Linked DNA regions of Sus scrofa: regions 1, 2 and 3 are each linked to region 4. A link is a contact called in public Hi-C data. All regions are on one chromosome and are shown on one strand. The core of a region is the stretch at or near the end of the contact, and the rest is flanking DNA. Distances in the headings are between cores, read along the strand shown. Region 1 overlaps THADA (thyroid adenoma-associated protein). Region 2 overlaps LOC106509841 (a long non-coding RNA gene). Region 3 has its middle 180 kb from the start of ZFP36L2. Region 4 overlaps THADA (thyroid adenoma-associated protein).

Region 1 (3,973 bases), core at 251-2,750, 160 kb after region 4:
ATGAAATACAAGTTTTACAGAGATAAATGTCTTACTTGCCACAATAATCTCCTACTGGGATAATTAAAGGGTCTTAAAATCAACCTGCCACATGGGAGTTGTTTGAGTCCCAGTCCACAATGAGACATTGGGTCAAGTGCCTCATTTCCCACAGTCTCACAATGTAAAATCTAAAGCCAGACTCAAAACAGTGACTCACCGCTCATCAGGAGCTGTGTGTATTGGGTGAGCAAATCCGCATGTGCTCTACAGATGCAGCTGGATTTGGGTTCTAGTTCTGCCTCTTTCTGGCTGTACGACATCGGGCGGACCACGTGATCTCACCAACCTTGATTTACTCCTCTATAAAATTAGGATGGCTCTACTCATGCTGCAGGGCTGTGATGAAGCCTAAATTTGACACCCATGAAGGGTTTGGCACGTACCAAGCACGCAAACAGACACTAAGGATATGCTTCCCCCTTCCACAACGTCTCCCTTTTACATGTGTGGAACAGAAACTTCAGTGCAGTAGATAACTGATATATTCTTCATCAGACCATTGGTTTCCCTGGGGCCAGGAGTATGTCTATTTCATCCTTGGATCTCAGTGCCCAGCAGAAGGCCTGGCAAAGAGTGAAAATGCAATATAAATTCTTGTTAAATGGAGGAAACGAGAATACTTCGGGGCTGAGGATGTTAAGATTATCCTGGCCACAGTCAAAAGAAAATTCTGATCTTCAGTCTGGCCAAATAGGCAACTGCTACAAACTACTATGTAGTTCAAAGCAAATAAGCTATTCTGAATTCTAATAATTACATTCTCTAACATAAAAACCTCGTTGCCCTACAGCTCTCAATTTTAGCTTCAAGAATCCAATTCTTTCCTAAACAATGGAGTGGGTAACCACAAAAACTTGTGGAATCTCTTTTCCTAGAAAACATGAAAAACAGGAGAGAAGCCAGTCTGTCTGGAAATTGCTTCAAAATCTGTCTATAAGCAGGGGCTGGACTAGACTAGATGTCCCTTGGAGGATCCTTCCAGAACCACAGCACTAAGATGTTAAGAGAAATAATTAAAACAATTCTCTGTTATTTATACCCAGGAAAACAAAACAAATACAATTTAACATCTCCTAACACAGTCATTAGAAATAATTTTATTTGGACCCAGTGATGCTTTTATAAACATTTTCCTCTTAAATTGTACTAAACCATCCTAAACTATTAATTTGAATATGAGCTCTGGCTAACAAGACAGAATAGAGATTGTACTAGTCTGTCAATGAAAACTAGATTATTATTCTTTTGTTCCTCTTTTTTAACCTACCTGTTTCCATGTACCCCAAATCTACTCATCCCCAAAGCTTTATAAGAAATACCGTTCCCTTCAAGCACTCCACTCAACTCTCCCACTGATGAATTTCTTCTGCATCCATTACTCATACCATATTGTGCAGCTGAATAGTATATATTGTCTTCTATTTCTACCTGCTTCACAAATAATGATTCTTGCTTCCTCAGCTAAAAGGTAAGCTCCTTGAGCAAGGTCCAAGTTTTATATTTTTCATGTACTCCTCTACTGTGTCAATAATGAGTTCAAGGCAAATGCTTACAAATTCTTACCGGTTGACTGACTGATTTAAAATGAAGAGCAAGCAAGAGCAAAAGAACACTCTGTACATTGAGCACCTGCACAAAGCTTTAACAAAGTCTACAATAAAGCTTTTCAGACTATCTATATACTGTTACCTGTCGCTTACCTGGGACTAGAACAAAATCTGTCTATAAGCAGGGGCTGGACTAGACTGGGGCTGATGGGAAAGATCTAGAGTGAAAGATCACATTGGTTTAGCTCCCATCTGAAAGGAAAGAGGAACTAGCAAGGTGCGCAAGGTGCGCCCACTCCCACTGCAGAGGAAGGCTATCTAGGGAAGCCCAGCACACTCCTCAGATCACAGAGCTATGCAGCTTCTGACCCTACAAAGGATCCATTATTCATTCTGTCATACCAAGCCAGTCAGGGGAAAAAAAAAAAAAAAAAAAGGAGAGGAGCTTTAGGAAAAGACAATGTAATAACATTATTGAAAACAAACAAGTGAAATGTATGTTTTCTCATTCTTCATAATCCCAAAGACACATCTGGAACAAGACTAATGCACTCTAGAGTTCAATCACTATGAGTGTACCGTACGCACTTTTAAGTAGGGGTGCAGAACCCCTGCTCCTTTCTTTATATGTGAAAAGGGAACTTCTTGTCTCTACTACCAAGCAGGCACTGTTCTAGGCACTGGGAAAATAGCAGTTTACCAAACTCACAATTCTAGTAACAATTACAGAAAGCCTTCGCTTAGTATTTTATAGAAATATAAGACCTCAAGGATAGTCCAAGTCTCTTAGAGGAGAAAGCCAAAGCCAGAGAGGTTAACTTGTCTCAGCTGGTTATTGTGGCTATATGGCAACAAAACAGAAACCAGAGTTCTTATCTCTCCTCCTCTAGTAACAAAATTTGCTTCTTCATTAAGCAAGTATTCTGTTTGCCCATTACATGCCAGACACTATGCTAGGCACCAGGTGTAAAAAAGAAAGGATAAGATACTGACCCAGTACTCCAAAAGCACAGTGTAACTGTAAGACAATGGGATGGGTAAAATACTAGAAGTGGTAACAGAAAAAGCAAACTATGTATCTCTAATGGCACAGGACTTCCAATATTTTTCAGGAAAATGAACTGTTAAAACTTTGTTTTATCCTCCCTATAGCCCTCTTAGTACAGAACAGATCTTATTATTCCTGTTCTATAGATGGAGAAATTGAAGAGCAGAGCGGATAAGGGAGTCTATTAAGGTCATCTCCAGGGGCAGCAAAATGCTTAGAAACCAAGTCTGTTTACTCCAAGATAGACCTTTTTCTCCCCCACTAGATGGGAAAGGCAGATGTTCTTTTTATGTCTAGTTCCCTTCTGATCAAGAGCACATATTTGCAAGACTGTGTGCAGAACCATCTGTGGCTGTGAACGTAGACTCCACTGACCTAGGCGGTGTCATCAGCTGAGTTTAGTTATTCAGTGGTTGAGGAACCAGTCAACAAGGCATCATTATCACTAGCATTCTTACAGTGCCCACCATATATACACAGACTAGAAGGAAAAGGCTCCACCCTCAGGGAGTTAATATTGTAGGGGACAGGTATATAAACATTTTGACCAAAAGTGGCATAATTAAATAAACTACAGCTAAAAGAACCATAACAAATAATGGCAAGTGTAAGACACTCAAAGTTTCGCAAAGCAAATCCAGTGGATGCTGCCAAGAAATATACCCTTTAAGGATTAAACAGAGAATAAAAGCATTGTCTATGTAATGAGATATACCAACCTTCAGATTACTGAAATAAAAACTCTTACCAAAGATGCTCATCACATTAAAAAATTAACTTCTTAATGCCTTCATTTCACTTTTTAGCTTTTACTCAAAACAATTACGTGACTATTCCATTTCCCTCTTTCTAGGAAAGCTATATATTTTGTAACCTTCCTTATTTGAGAGGAATGAAGTTATAATGGGGTTGCCATAAGCATGCTGTGGCAAAGAGACTAGGACTATGTGCTTTTATGTGCTACTCTTCCACCCTGTTTCAGATGTAACCTATGCAAAATGAATCTGATCATTTTCTCCTGTACATAGTAAAACTTGTATACACATCCAAGAATCATTCTCTTCATAAAAAGTAAAAGAGAAAAAAAGCATTTCTTCATTTTTTGAATTCAGCTTTAAACATCAATTTCACTTGCTTGATAAACCTCATACCGTATTTTATTTACACTACTTATCATGGCCTTACATTATAATATGACCAAACTGTTTTAAACCTTAGCACAACTGAATTATTAACAAAATAAACAAACCTAAAAAGAAACACATATCAGCGATTTCAACCTAGTGACAGGAAGAATTTATTTAGGAATCAGCTAAATAGTAAAAATCATCTTTTT
Region 2 (3,685 bases), core at 574-3,073, 130 kb before region 4:
GCAGATGGGACACTCGCAGCTCCTTCCCCATCCTGGTGTGTCCTCTTGGCCTCAGAGGAGTTCGGGTCTCCAGCACTCTTGTCTCAGCTCTGCTCAGTCCCACCCCATGACCAGGGAGTGTGTTCCTGCGGGGCCCAGCCCTGTGCTGGGTGCTGTGGACCTGCCCCTGGAGGCTCGCCGCTCTGCACGGACAGACGAGCAGCCTGCCCGTGAGCTGCCAGCAACACAGCGCTGCAGCAAATCCCCAAAGACCTTCCTGGACCTGGGCTCAGGCACCAGGACCTCGTCCTCCTGCTCAGGGACCCCAAGAGCTCGTCCTATCCTGCGTGGTGACCCCTGGCCCCAGCCCTGGCTGTTGTTTCGGTGGCAGGAAAGCCTCTCGCCCGAAGCTCAATGTCCTGCCTGCGCTCAGCGGATGACTAACCTGCCCCTCCTCAGCCTGGCACTTCCAGCCCCTCCTTCTGGCTCCGCCTGAGTCAGAGGCCCGTCAGCTTCTGATGCCCCTGAGGCCCAGCAGATTTGGGTGGGAAGGCTGTGTCCTATGCCAGGGCCTGAGGAGACGGGCCAGGCCCTCACTCCTCACTGGCCTGACCTTTTAGCAGGAACTTCTAAGCATTCTTTGATCTCGAAATGCCACATGTGCGTACACACACACACACACACACACACGCACCCCCATTCACATTCAGCCACACTCTTACTAGAGATGAAATAGTGCAGGTGCCAGGCTGAACCAGAACAGTCTTGTGGGGTGTGGCCTCCTGGCCTCTCCTGCAGAGGCCCCAACACCTCCTGGTACCAGAGAGCAGGACCAGAGGCCTGGGAAAGGGGTCTGTGCCTCTGGCTCCCTCCCTAGAACAGGCACAGATACTGGCTGCTGAGGGGACTCGATCCTTCGAATATGCCTCAGCACTACAGTCCTCTCTCTCTTGCACACAAACACATACCCCTAGACTCCTCCTCTGCAGCACTTCAAAGCCTCCCCCCACTACACTAGCCTCACAATAAAAGTAGCCAAAGAGTTCCCGTTGTGGCTCAGTGGTAAACGAATCCGACTAGGATCCACGAGGAAGCGGGTTGAATCCCTGGCCTCACTCAGTGGGTTAAGGATCCGGTGTTGCTGTGAGCGGTGGTGTAGGTTGCAGACGTGGCTCAGATCTTGCATTGCTGTGGCTGTGGTGTAGGCTGGCAGCTACAGCTCCAATTCGAACCCTAGCCTGGGAACCTCCATATGCAAAACCTTGACCCCTGACTCAATCTTGGGAAGCCATGGTCAAGCCCTGGGGATTTCTGCTCCTGGTTCTGCCCTAATGGGCCCCCTCCCTGGCTGGACTTGGCAGTGGCTGCGTGGCCAGCCCCGCATCTTCCCGAAGCCAGTTCCCGTCCCAGCACACAGAGGCACAAGCTGGGCTCCACGCCGCTTTCCAGGATCAGTCTGAGGGCTTAGGTTTGGGGTGTTTCATTTTCTTCTGTCTTTACCCCCATGTATACCCCATTGGCTCTGCCTGAAAAACACCCTCCCTCCCACCTCCCTGAGTCAGCTCTCAGCATCTGAGCACTACTAGCCAGCCTTGTTCAGGTGAGGAAACTGCAGCTGAGCAAGGCTACATACAGAGGGACAGAGGGATGCGTTTCTATCCATATTTCAACATTCACTTGGGTACCACCTTCCTGGGACTCCCCCGTTCCTGAGCGCCCCTGCCCTCGCCCTGGCCAGTGCCCCCCTCCCCCGGGGACAGGACGAGCAGACCTCTAGCCTAGAGCCCCTGCCCCCTGGAGTGAGTTCTGTTGAGCTTGTTACTTCAGCCCCGGAGCACTGATGTGTGCCCTTCTCCTGTGTCACTGGCCCCGTGAGAGCAGGTGGGCGGGCCCAGGTCTGAGTCACTGCCCAGCTCTGAGCCCGGCAAGCTGGCCGTGCAGGTAACCCTTTGCTGCCTGGGGAAGCTGACCAGAGGAAGGCCGGTCTGGGCCCTCGTCCCACTTTCCGGCCACGTCTCCCCCCTGCACCCCATCCCTGCATTTCTCCCTGTCCAGCTCTTTTCCCAGGAAGAGAGTGGCAAGCCCCTGCCCTGCTCTCAGGATGGGCCTTGCTGATGGGAGGTAGAATCTGTGCCGGGCTGAACATGCGACAGGGGTGGTGCTGGTCCCCCCAGGAGCTCCTCTGGCTTGAGTGGGCCCAGCGTGCACCTGAAGACAGGGAGCCCTGGCTCAGCACCCTGGGTCACTTCTCGGTGGCCACTTCAGTTTGTGCGTCCACTTGGGGGGGAGGGGACTCAGCCATCAGCCCGATGCCATGTTTATTTAAGGGGCACCGAGTTAAAAATAGCCTGAGTGCCCCAAGAGCAGGCAGCAGGCTCGGTGACCTCTGGCTCAGACAGAGAGAGGGATTCCAGGAGCTCTGAGACCTGTCCTCACCTCCGAGCCCTCTGTCGGCTCCCCCTCCCGCAGATAGACTTGTGCCTCTGTCAAGTGTCACACACACCCCAGCGTGGCGGGATGGCACCAGCGACATGTTTCGTGCGCTTCACAGACTGCAGGGTTTTGCGGCAGAGAAGCCTGAACTTTAGACCTGGCAGGGACCCCAAGGGGGGATTACTCTACAACTGCCCCATCAACACCCCCCATTTTGTGGCAGTTGGGGGGGTGGGGTGGCTGGAGTTCGCAGCGTAACGACGGGCTCAAGGTCGTGCAGAGCAAGACGACAGTCCGGGACTCTTGGCTCCCAATTCGGGACGCTGTCCGCCGCGTTACATCACGCCCATCATGTTTTATTACACAACGTTCAAATGTATTTTGTTCTTTCGTCTTACGTTATGTAATGCCAGGTAGGCAGGAATGGGGGTGGGGAGGGGCGTGGGGAAGTCCTTGGATGGAGGAGGTGACAAAAAGGCCATTAAGACGAAAGTACAGCAGTGAGCCTTTATCTTCCCCCACCCAGATCAGGCCCTGGCTCCCCACCTGAGTCCGCTCCCCTCCGTCAGGTGTAGTGGGTGCGGCTCAGCACCCAGTGCCCTAATTAGCACCTGTTGACAGTTTCTGGTTTGTGTGTTATCACCTTGGGTCCTCTTATCTTTATCAGAGCCAAAGGTTGATTGGAGCATTCTGGCTCAAGCTCAAAGCAACTTCACTCTGATTCCACGAAGCATTTATAACCGCTGTGAATAACAGCCCTCTTTCCTCAAGATAGCAGCCGGACCTGTCCGAGAGATGCCCTGTGGAGTCTTTGGGGGGGGTTGTTTGTTTGTTTTGCTTTTTAGGGCCGCAGCCACGGCACATGGAGGTTCCCAAGCTAGGGATCGAATCAGAGTTGTAGCTGCCAGCCTATGCCACAGCCACAGCAACGAAGGATCTAAGCCTCATCTGTGACCCACACCACAGCTCACAGCAACGCCGGATCCTTAACCCACTGAGCGAGGCCAGGGATCGAACCTACCACCTCATGGTTCCTAGTTGGTTTCATTTCTGCTGCACAACAACGGGAACTCATGGAGTCTTTGGTTTGATCCCCACCATGTCCACCGAGACGGGAGTGCAGAGCCCTCCCCACAGCTGGGAGAGGACGTGATGCCAGTCCTGACCCCCAGTCTCGGGCACCCCACAGTGATGCCCCAGGCACCGGAACCTGCCAGAACCCCCTACCAGGGGCTACAGCCCCTGCTCCTCCAGCCTGTCTGCCAGGACAAAG
Region 3 (3,571 bases), core at 630-3,129, 250 kb before region 4:
CTGCTACCAGCTGGAGGCCCTGGCTGATGGGAAGCAGCCTCTCCTGTGGTGGTCTGTGCTGCTGTTCAGCCAGGGCCATTGGGGAGAACAAATGGGGTACTCCCCTCACCCTGTGTCGTGTGGAAAAGGCACTTGTCGAAGGGAGTGCGGTCGAGGATGGCGCCCACCTCAGGATGGGAGGCTGTATTGGTTTCCTGTCGCTCCTGTGACAGCTCACCACGAACTTAGTGGTTTAAAATAATCCGCATTTATTTTACAGTCCTGGGGACCACAAGTCCAAAATCAGCCTCACCAAGCTAAAGTCAAGGGATTGGCAGTGCTGTGTGCCTTTTGGAGGCTCTAGGGGAAATGGGTCTCCTTGCCTTTTCCAGATTCTAGAAGCTGCCTGCATCCCTTGGCTTGGGGCCCCTTCCTCCTTCGTGCTGTCACATCGCCTTTCTATTGCTTTGGCCTCTTGCCTCCCTCTGGGAAGGACCCTGGTGATTACCCTGGACCCTCCCAGATAATCCAGGACAGTCTCCTCATCTCAAGCTCCTTGACATGATCACATCTGCCAAGTCCTTTTGGCTGTGAGGTTAACATTTGTTCACAGGTTCTGGGGAGTAGATATGTGGGCCTCTTTTGGGGCCACTGTTTTGTCTACTACCTAGAGAAATCACAGACAAGCTGGCCAAAGTGGGTAACAGTCTTTTTAAATTTTTTATTGGAATATGGCTGACTTACAAAATTGTGTTAATTTCAGGTGTACGACAAAGTAAATTAATTACACATATACATATATCAGTTCCTTTTGACATTCCTTTTTTTTTCTCTTCTTTTTTAGGACAGCCCCTGGGGCATATGGACGTGCCCAGGTTACTGGTTGAATCAGAGCTATAGCTGCTGGCCTACACCATAACCATAGAAACGTGGGATCCGAGCTGCCTCTGTGGCATACACCGCAGCTTGTGGCCATGCAGGATCCTTAACCTGCTGAGCAAGGCGCAGGGATGGAACCTGTGTCCTCATGGATACTATTTGGGCTCTTAACCCTCTGTGCCACAACGGGAACTCCCCCTTTGGATATTCTTGATCCTCCTGCGGTTTCACTGAGGCACCAGTGGGACCCTCACTCCTGCCGAGGAGCCATCTGGTCCTGACGTCTCGTCTGGCGGATTGAGCCCCAGGAACCAGGGTGCGCTGGCTGCCTAAAGGGCCTTTCCTTTCTGCCTGCCTTCCCGGCAGCCCCTGGCCAGGCACCAGCTATGACCTCAGCCCACACTGACCCTTCGGTTCCCCCCTCACCCCCTCCCAGCCTGCTCCAGATCCAGCCTCCGGCCCTGTCCATGCTCCCAGAACACCCCGCGTGACTCGGTTCCTGTTCTGTCACAGCCCCTACTCCCTGCCCCAGAGGCACCTGGGCTCCAGGCTGCCCATCCGCCACCCAGCCCTCTCCACACGTGTGAAAACCACACGCATGGGCGCTCTGCAGCTCCCCGCAGGAAAGCCCAGCCGCAAGACCCAGAGCAGAGGAGAGGGGACACACACAAGCGTGCAGGCCAGTGCCAGGGTTTGGGGATGGGGGGCGGGGATCCAATGGAACAACGGGCCTCCCGGATGCTGTATCAAGCCAAACTCCCCAGCAGAGTCAGCACCACATCTGGAATTAAGCTGGAAATTCCAATTGCTCTCTGCTGCTAAAAAAAAAATGTGTCAAATCTTCCCAGAGATTTTGTGGAAGTGGGAAGCGCTGCGGGGCGGTGGAGGGGAGGGGGGAGCGCTCCCTCCACAGGACCCGTGAGCTTTGGGGAAATCCAGATGTCACAATGTGTCCACAGCCCTCTGGCTGATGGCTCCCCCAGCCTCCCTCATCTGTGCTCCCTGCCCCGTGAAAATTAAAGACGCCTGGAGCAGGGGAGGGGCTGTTTCGCTTCTCCCAAGGACCCACACGTCCGTTCATGTAAGCGCATGTGAGACTGTGACTTTTTTTGATAGGGATTGAGTTATTTTTTCCTGGAGAGGAAAACGTTGACATGCCTTTGGTGGATCGTCCGCCCAGAAATTTCCAATGCATGAAGAAGCTGTGCTCTTCCCTTTGCTCTAACACACACACACACACACACACACACACACACACGCACACACCTTCCAAAGGCCCAGAACTCACTGTGTGGTCTGAGCCCCTTCAGGGCCTCGCTGCACTGCTAGCCCAGCCCCAACCAGTGCGGGATGGGGATTCCATAGAGCTGGGTCTGCAGGGCCAGGGAAGCTTGGACCACTTGCTCGTTCTCAATCTCTAGGCAAGTGGATGAATTTCCTGTTACTGCTGTAACAAATCACCACAAGCTGAGTGACTTCAACAACACAAATATATTCTCTTACAATTCTGGAAGTCGGAAGTCCAAAATCAGCCTCGCTGGGCTAACGTCAAAGCATCTCCAGGGGAAAATCCATTTCCTTATCTTTTTTCACATCTAGAGGCTACCTCTATTCCTTGGCTTATGGCCCCTCCCTTCTATAGCAAGCATCCTCTCGGGTCCTTACCCAGAGCATCAGAGGGTCTGTCTCCCCAGGCCTCTTCCCGTTCTGATACTAACATCCTAGGTCTCTGGGACCTTGGGGGAAATGGGCCCGGCCCCTCCCCACTCTCCTCTTTGCTGAATCTCTGGGGCTCGTATTGTCTCTTTTTGTCCTCTTCCTCCAGCCCAGGAGTCTGACATCCCAGGCTGGGGCTTTTGCCCCTCAGTTTCATTCTCAACAAGTGAAGAATTCATCCCAGCCCCAACTTAGTTTAGGATCTGAATTATACTTTTCTCCAAGGCAGGGCTCTCGACTGCCCAGCTGTCATGCGGGGGCCAAGGATCCTGATCCCGATTCAAGGATGTTGGGTGGGTATCCAAGACGTCCAAATGGAGGGGCAGGGATGCGGGTACCCTTCCTGGCAGTGGTCCTTACCAGCCTGACCTCCCAGAGCTCAGGCCACCCGGTCACAGCGTGACATTGAAAGTCCCTCGCCAGGGAGAGAGGGATGAGGCTGACCCAGCCTGGGTAGTCCCATGGGACCCAATAGTACAGACTGGTGTCCTTGGTGGCCTCCCGAGTAAAGAGCCTCTTTGAGCCAGACCTTCCTTCTTCCTTTTCTTTCTTCCTTTCCCTCCCTTCCTTTTTGTCTGACCCAGTGCCTGGTCCTTTGTCAGGCACAGGATAAGAGCTGGAAGGGCTCGGTCCCCCAGCCTGTGAGAAGCACTGCCCACAGCCCCTCCCAAGCAGTGAGAGTTCCCAAGTGTGGAAGCCAAATGGGGCTGCCCGAGGTGCCAGGAGGGCTTCCTGGGGCTGGTGGTGCTGCATTTTCCACCCTCAAACACACTAAAACACTGAGCCACCCGCACACGCCATGTGAGGGGAGGCAGCCACGCTTCGGCTCGTGCTCTTCCCACTGCTCGACATCTTTCCACTTGCCTCTCCTGGATAGCTCTGGCTCAGGTGCCACCTCTTCCAGGAAGCCTTCCCTGAAGTCTGGGGAGGTTGAATCTCCTCCTTGATTCTCCTAGCGCCCCACAGAGAGGCTCCTCGTGTCCAAGCCAGAAACTGA
Region 4 (3,638 bases), core at 422-2,921:
TCTAGGGCAGGGCCCCCCAACCTCATCTCTAGCCAATTCTGGGGCGATGCTGATGTGCTGATGCAGGGACCACACTTCTCAGACCACCTGAGATCATCCGCGCTTCTTGGAGTGTAAACAGCTTGCCGTGCTGAACGTGTCTAATTCTAGTGCTGAACGGTGTTTGTTTTTGTATATCAGGGCTCCTCATCATGTCAACCCCTTCATCTAGGGCTCAACCAAGAGGCTCCTGAATAGTATACAGTTCCTGGCCTTCGCTGGTTATGTCACAAACCAAGATAGCCTCATTGCTTTGTGCTGAACTGGCCAAAATTAATGGGGCCAGAGGGAGTTGGTGTACAGGCCCCGAGGGACACTGTTTTCTTGGCCCCCGCAGAGACCGTTATGGGAGAAGCTAAAACCCCAGTAATCACAGCAAAATTGTTCTACTTAGAAAGAGGCCAATCAAACAGAAAAAAACAGTTTCACTGCCACACTGGGGACGCTGTATAAATGGCCAGGGTATGGACCGTGCCACTCTGGTGGTCGCTTGCCATTGAGCCTCAGAGGCAGGTTCTTGATTCTACCTTTCCTGTGCTGTCTCCTTGAATGATTGAGTGAACAAATGAATGAATTTCTCTCTCGCATATGGTAATGACTCAGAATTCTCTGATCCCGCTAGATCAGGAAACGTCTGTAGAAGTTTCGGACAAATGAATGAATGAATGAATTTCTCTCTCACATATGGTAATGACTCGGAATTCTCCGATCCCGCTCGATCAGGAAACGTCTGTAGAAGCCCCCCCCACCCCCACCCCTTTACTCTCCTTAAAAAAAGTGAGAGAATACAAAGTGGATTTTACTTTTAAGGCACAGTGAGACGGTCAGCTTTTTCTATTTCAAAGAACTGGAGCTCTGGTCAGAGAGATCTGGTAATCAGACCCAACAAATGTTCTTATCTGGACCAGTTGATAAACTGGTTCTAAAAATAATCAGAGATGATAGTTTGTACACTCTGTGCTGTTAATGGTCTGTTATGCAATTTCTCAGTATAAAAAAAAAACACAATTATGTTTGGAGAGGAGAGGAAACCATAGGAACTACAACAACAACAACACCACAAATCGAGTGATTTAATACATCTTGGCTTCTCCTTATCGAAGGGAAATTCCAATTCTTCTACTTAATCCTCTGCTCCTCCTGGTGAACAGTAATCCTGACCTGAAGGGCCCTTCCAGTCACAGACAAGGAGAAGGACCTGGCGGAAGCGTTTGGAGACTCGCTCCGTCTTGAGAAGCACCCTGAACGGGTGCCGGCTGTTTACGTCTTGCCTACTTTCTGGGTCTCTGAACCCCTTCTGCCCTGCGTACGGGCATGGCCCCGACACACACATCCCTCTGAAAACACTCCCTCCTTCCCCTGCCCCAGCAGATTCTCCAAGTACTTTTTTAGGCACCAAACGCCTTATCTGCTCTTGAGGAAGGAGGATGAGCTTCTGAAAATACTATTTGAAGACTACTTGGTCAACCCAAAAATAACAACAGTCCCTGTGGCTTGGGAGATGGAGTCCGAAGAGTTCTGAAGGGATTTGGGTAGGCTAAAAATGAGCTCACCAGGCCCTGGGTGGGACCAGCAGTTTTCACTTCTTGCCTCCACCCACCATCCCATCCTTGCCTCTGCCCAACACAGGGAGGAAGTCAGGAAATACTTGTGGATAAACACATGACAACCCGAAGACACAAACATAAAATTACTTCTTAGCATACACTGCTTTGGGTTCTTTGTCAGCGAATTGCTCCCAAGGACAAGATTGAGAAATCAGCAACTTCTGTATCATCACAGCTTAGACACCCCCCCATTTCATTTAACCTCTTCCCCACAAAGGATCTGGGGCTTCCCTTTTGCCCTTCGGCAATGAGATACGGTGTGAAACCTTTTTGAGAGTCTCAGTGGCTGGGAAGATTCTTTTAAATAAGTGGGGCTTACCTCTGCCGACGCACCTGTAATGAGTGGCTAGGACTGCTGATCTCAGTGTCTTGCCAGCGCTACAGTTTATAGTTCTGGAAGAAACAGTCTCTAAGACTGAAGAGGTTTCTGGTGCCACTGGCCTACATCAATGTGGGAATGACGCCACAAGGTACAATCTACAGCTGGCAAATCCAACAGAATCTGGTTGCACTGGCATGCGGTTTAGTGTGCCATCAAGTACATTCTGCCAGATGGGCACTGGAGGAGAGCCTGGGAGTAAGCGTAGCTGGCCATGGGACCAGCAGAAGTTCTGATGAGATGACCGACCATTCGTTTTGGTACCAATTTTACTTCCTAATACCTGCTTGTCTTCCTATGCTAGATTTTTTCTTTCTTATAATGTTACTTTCCATGGGGTTTTCACAGTTTTTTTTTTTTTCTCTTTCTTTCAGGTGACCTTTACCCCAATGCTCTGAGGGTACCATCCCCACTTTACAACTGAGGAACCAAGAAGTTTCAAAGCAAAGTGATGAAGGTGATAGTTCTTTTAGCCCATGCAAGTTTAACCACTATAGGAATTGCCCTTTGCCATAAACAACTAACAGCTATAAACTAGACAAACGTGTGAAATTATTGTTTTTAAACATCAGACATGGGCAGTCCAGGACCATGGCCCCCGAGAGAAGAAAGCAACACATAAGGTGAGACTTCTAGTTGCCCCAGACTACTAAGCAGGGGCACCTTCCCTCCCGGCACAGACAGGGAGAACCCAGAGCCCAGAGGTCTTGCTGAGTCAGAACGATTGGATATTCATATGAAAAATAACAAAAAGAACTTCAGGAGTTCCCATTGTGGCTCAGTGGAAATGAATCTGACTAGCATCCCTTAGGACGCAAGTTTAACAAGTTTAATCCCTGGCCTTGCTCAGTAGGTTAAGGATCCGGTGTTGCTGAGAGCTGTAGTGTAGGTCGAAGATGTGGCTCAGATCCTGCGTTGCTGTGGCTGTGGCGTAGGCTGGCAGCTGCAGCTCCAATCTGACCCTTAGCCTAGGAACCTCCATATGCCATGGGTGAGGCCCTAAAAAGACAAAGAAAAAAAAAAAAAAAGAAAAACTTCAACCTTATCTCATGACATACATGAACATTAGCCCAAAGTGGATCACAGATCTAAACGTAAAACTTTAAAAATCAAACTTCAGAAGAAAACCTGAGAGACTGTCTTTGTGACCTTGGGATAGGCAAAGACTTCTTTACTAGGGCACAAAAGGCATAAAACAGGAGTTCTCAGGTGGCCTAGTGGTTGAAGGATCTGGCGTTGTCATTGCTGTGGCACAGGTTTGACCCCGGCCCAGAAACCTCCACATGCCTCAGGCGCAGCAAAAAAAAAAAAAAAAAAAGCATAAAAGACAAAGGAAAAACTGATAAATCGGACTTCATCAAAATTAAAAACATAAGCTCTTCAAAAGACATTGTTAAGAAAAAAGACCTGCTGTGTAGCACTGAAAACTACGTCTAGATACTTACAATGGAGCACGACAATGGGAGAAAAAACTATGTGTACATGTATGTGTAACTGGGTCCCCATGCTGTACAGTGGAAAAAAAAAAAGTGAGTTGGGGGAAATAACAATAAAAAATAAATTAAAGAAAAGAAAAAAGACAAGCAACAGATAGGTAAAAAATATTTAATGAC

What was found. A called contact is a pair of places that touch in the nucleus more often than the background predicts.
Region 1: a contact with region 4 is called in a Hi-C map of omental adipose tissue, with 2.8 times the contacts expected there. The contact joins two enhancer-like sites. A contact is called at or near these places in 1 of 5 promoter capture datasets (liver), 11 of 47 Hi-C or Micro-C datasets (alveolar macrophages, embryonic fibroblasts, epiblast stem cells and 6 more) and 2 of 2 datasets of contacts at active chromatin or transcription factors (alveolar macrophages and skeletal muscle).
Region 2: a Hi-C map of liver shows a contact between it and region 4, with 2.0 times the contacts expected there. The contact joins two enhancer-like sites. A contact is called at or near these places in 2 of 47 Hi-C or Micro-C datasets (heart right ventricle and liver).
Region 3: a Hi-C map of liver shows a contact between it and region 4, with 6 times the contacts expected there. The contact joins two enhancer-like sites. A contact is called at or near these places in 2 of 47 Hi-C or Micro-C datasets (heart right ventricle and liver) and 2 of 2 datasets of contacts at active chromatin or transcription factors (alveolar macrophages and skeletal muscle).

What each region holds. Positions count from the first base shown.
Region 1 is chr3:96,973,513-96,977,485 of Sscrofa11.1, reverse strand. All of the region lies in intron 28 of THADA (thyroid adenoma-associated protein), which reads right to left. Among named protein-coding and RNA genes, the nearest start is that of THADA, 100 kb to the right of the region's middle. Within about 2 kb of position 1,500, at least 9 of the 83 cell types and tissues checked have an H3K27ac peak or open chromatin away from gene starts, as enhancers often do. A contact at or near this core is called in omental adipose tissue, where this site is marked.
Region 2 is chr3:97,257,874-97,261,558 of Sscrofa11.1, reverse strand. The region is part of intron 2 of LOC106509841 (a long non-coding RNA gene); the gene reads right to left. Among named protein-coding and RNA genes, the nearest start is that of ZFP36L2, 59 kb to the right of the region's middle. Within about 2 kb of position 1,823, at least 27 of the 83 cell types and tissues checked have an H3K27ac peak or open chromatin away from gene starts, as enhancers often do. A contact at or near this core is called in liver, where this site is marked.
Region 3 is chr3:97,379,414-97,382,984 of Sscrofa11.1, reverse strand. No RefSeq gene overlaps it. Among named protein-coding and RNA genes, the nearest start is that of ZFP36L2, 180 kb to the right of the region's middle. Within about 2 kb of position 1,879, at least 25 of the 83 cell types and tissues checked have an H3K27ac peak or open chromatin away from gene starts, as enhancers often do. A contact at or near this core is called in liver and skeletal muscle, where this site is marked.
Region 4 is chr3:97,129,429-97,133,066 of Sscrofa11.1, reverse strand. All of the region lies in intron 33 of THADA (thyroid adenoma-associated protein), which reads right to left. Among named protein-coding and RNA genes, the nearest start is that of ZFP36L2, 69 kb to the left of the region's middle. Within about 2 kb of position 1,671, at least 31 of the 83 cell types and tissues checked have an H3K27ac peak or open chromatin away from gene starts, as enhancers often do. A contact at or near this core is called in liver, omental adipose tissue and skeletal muscle, where this site is marked.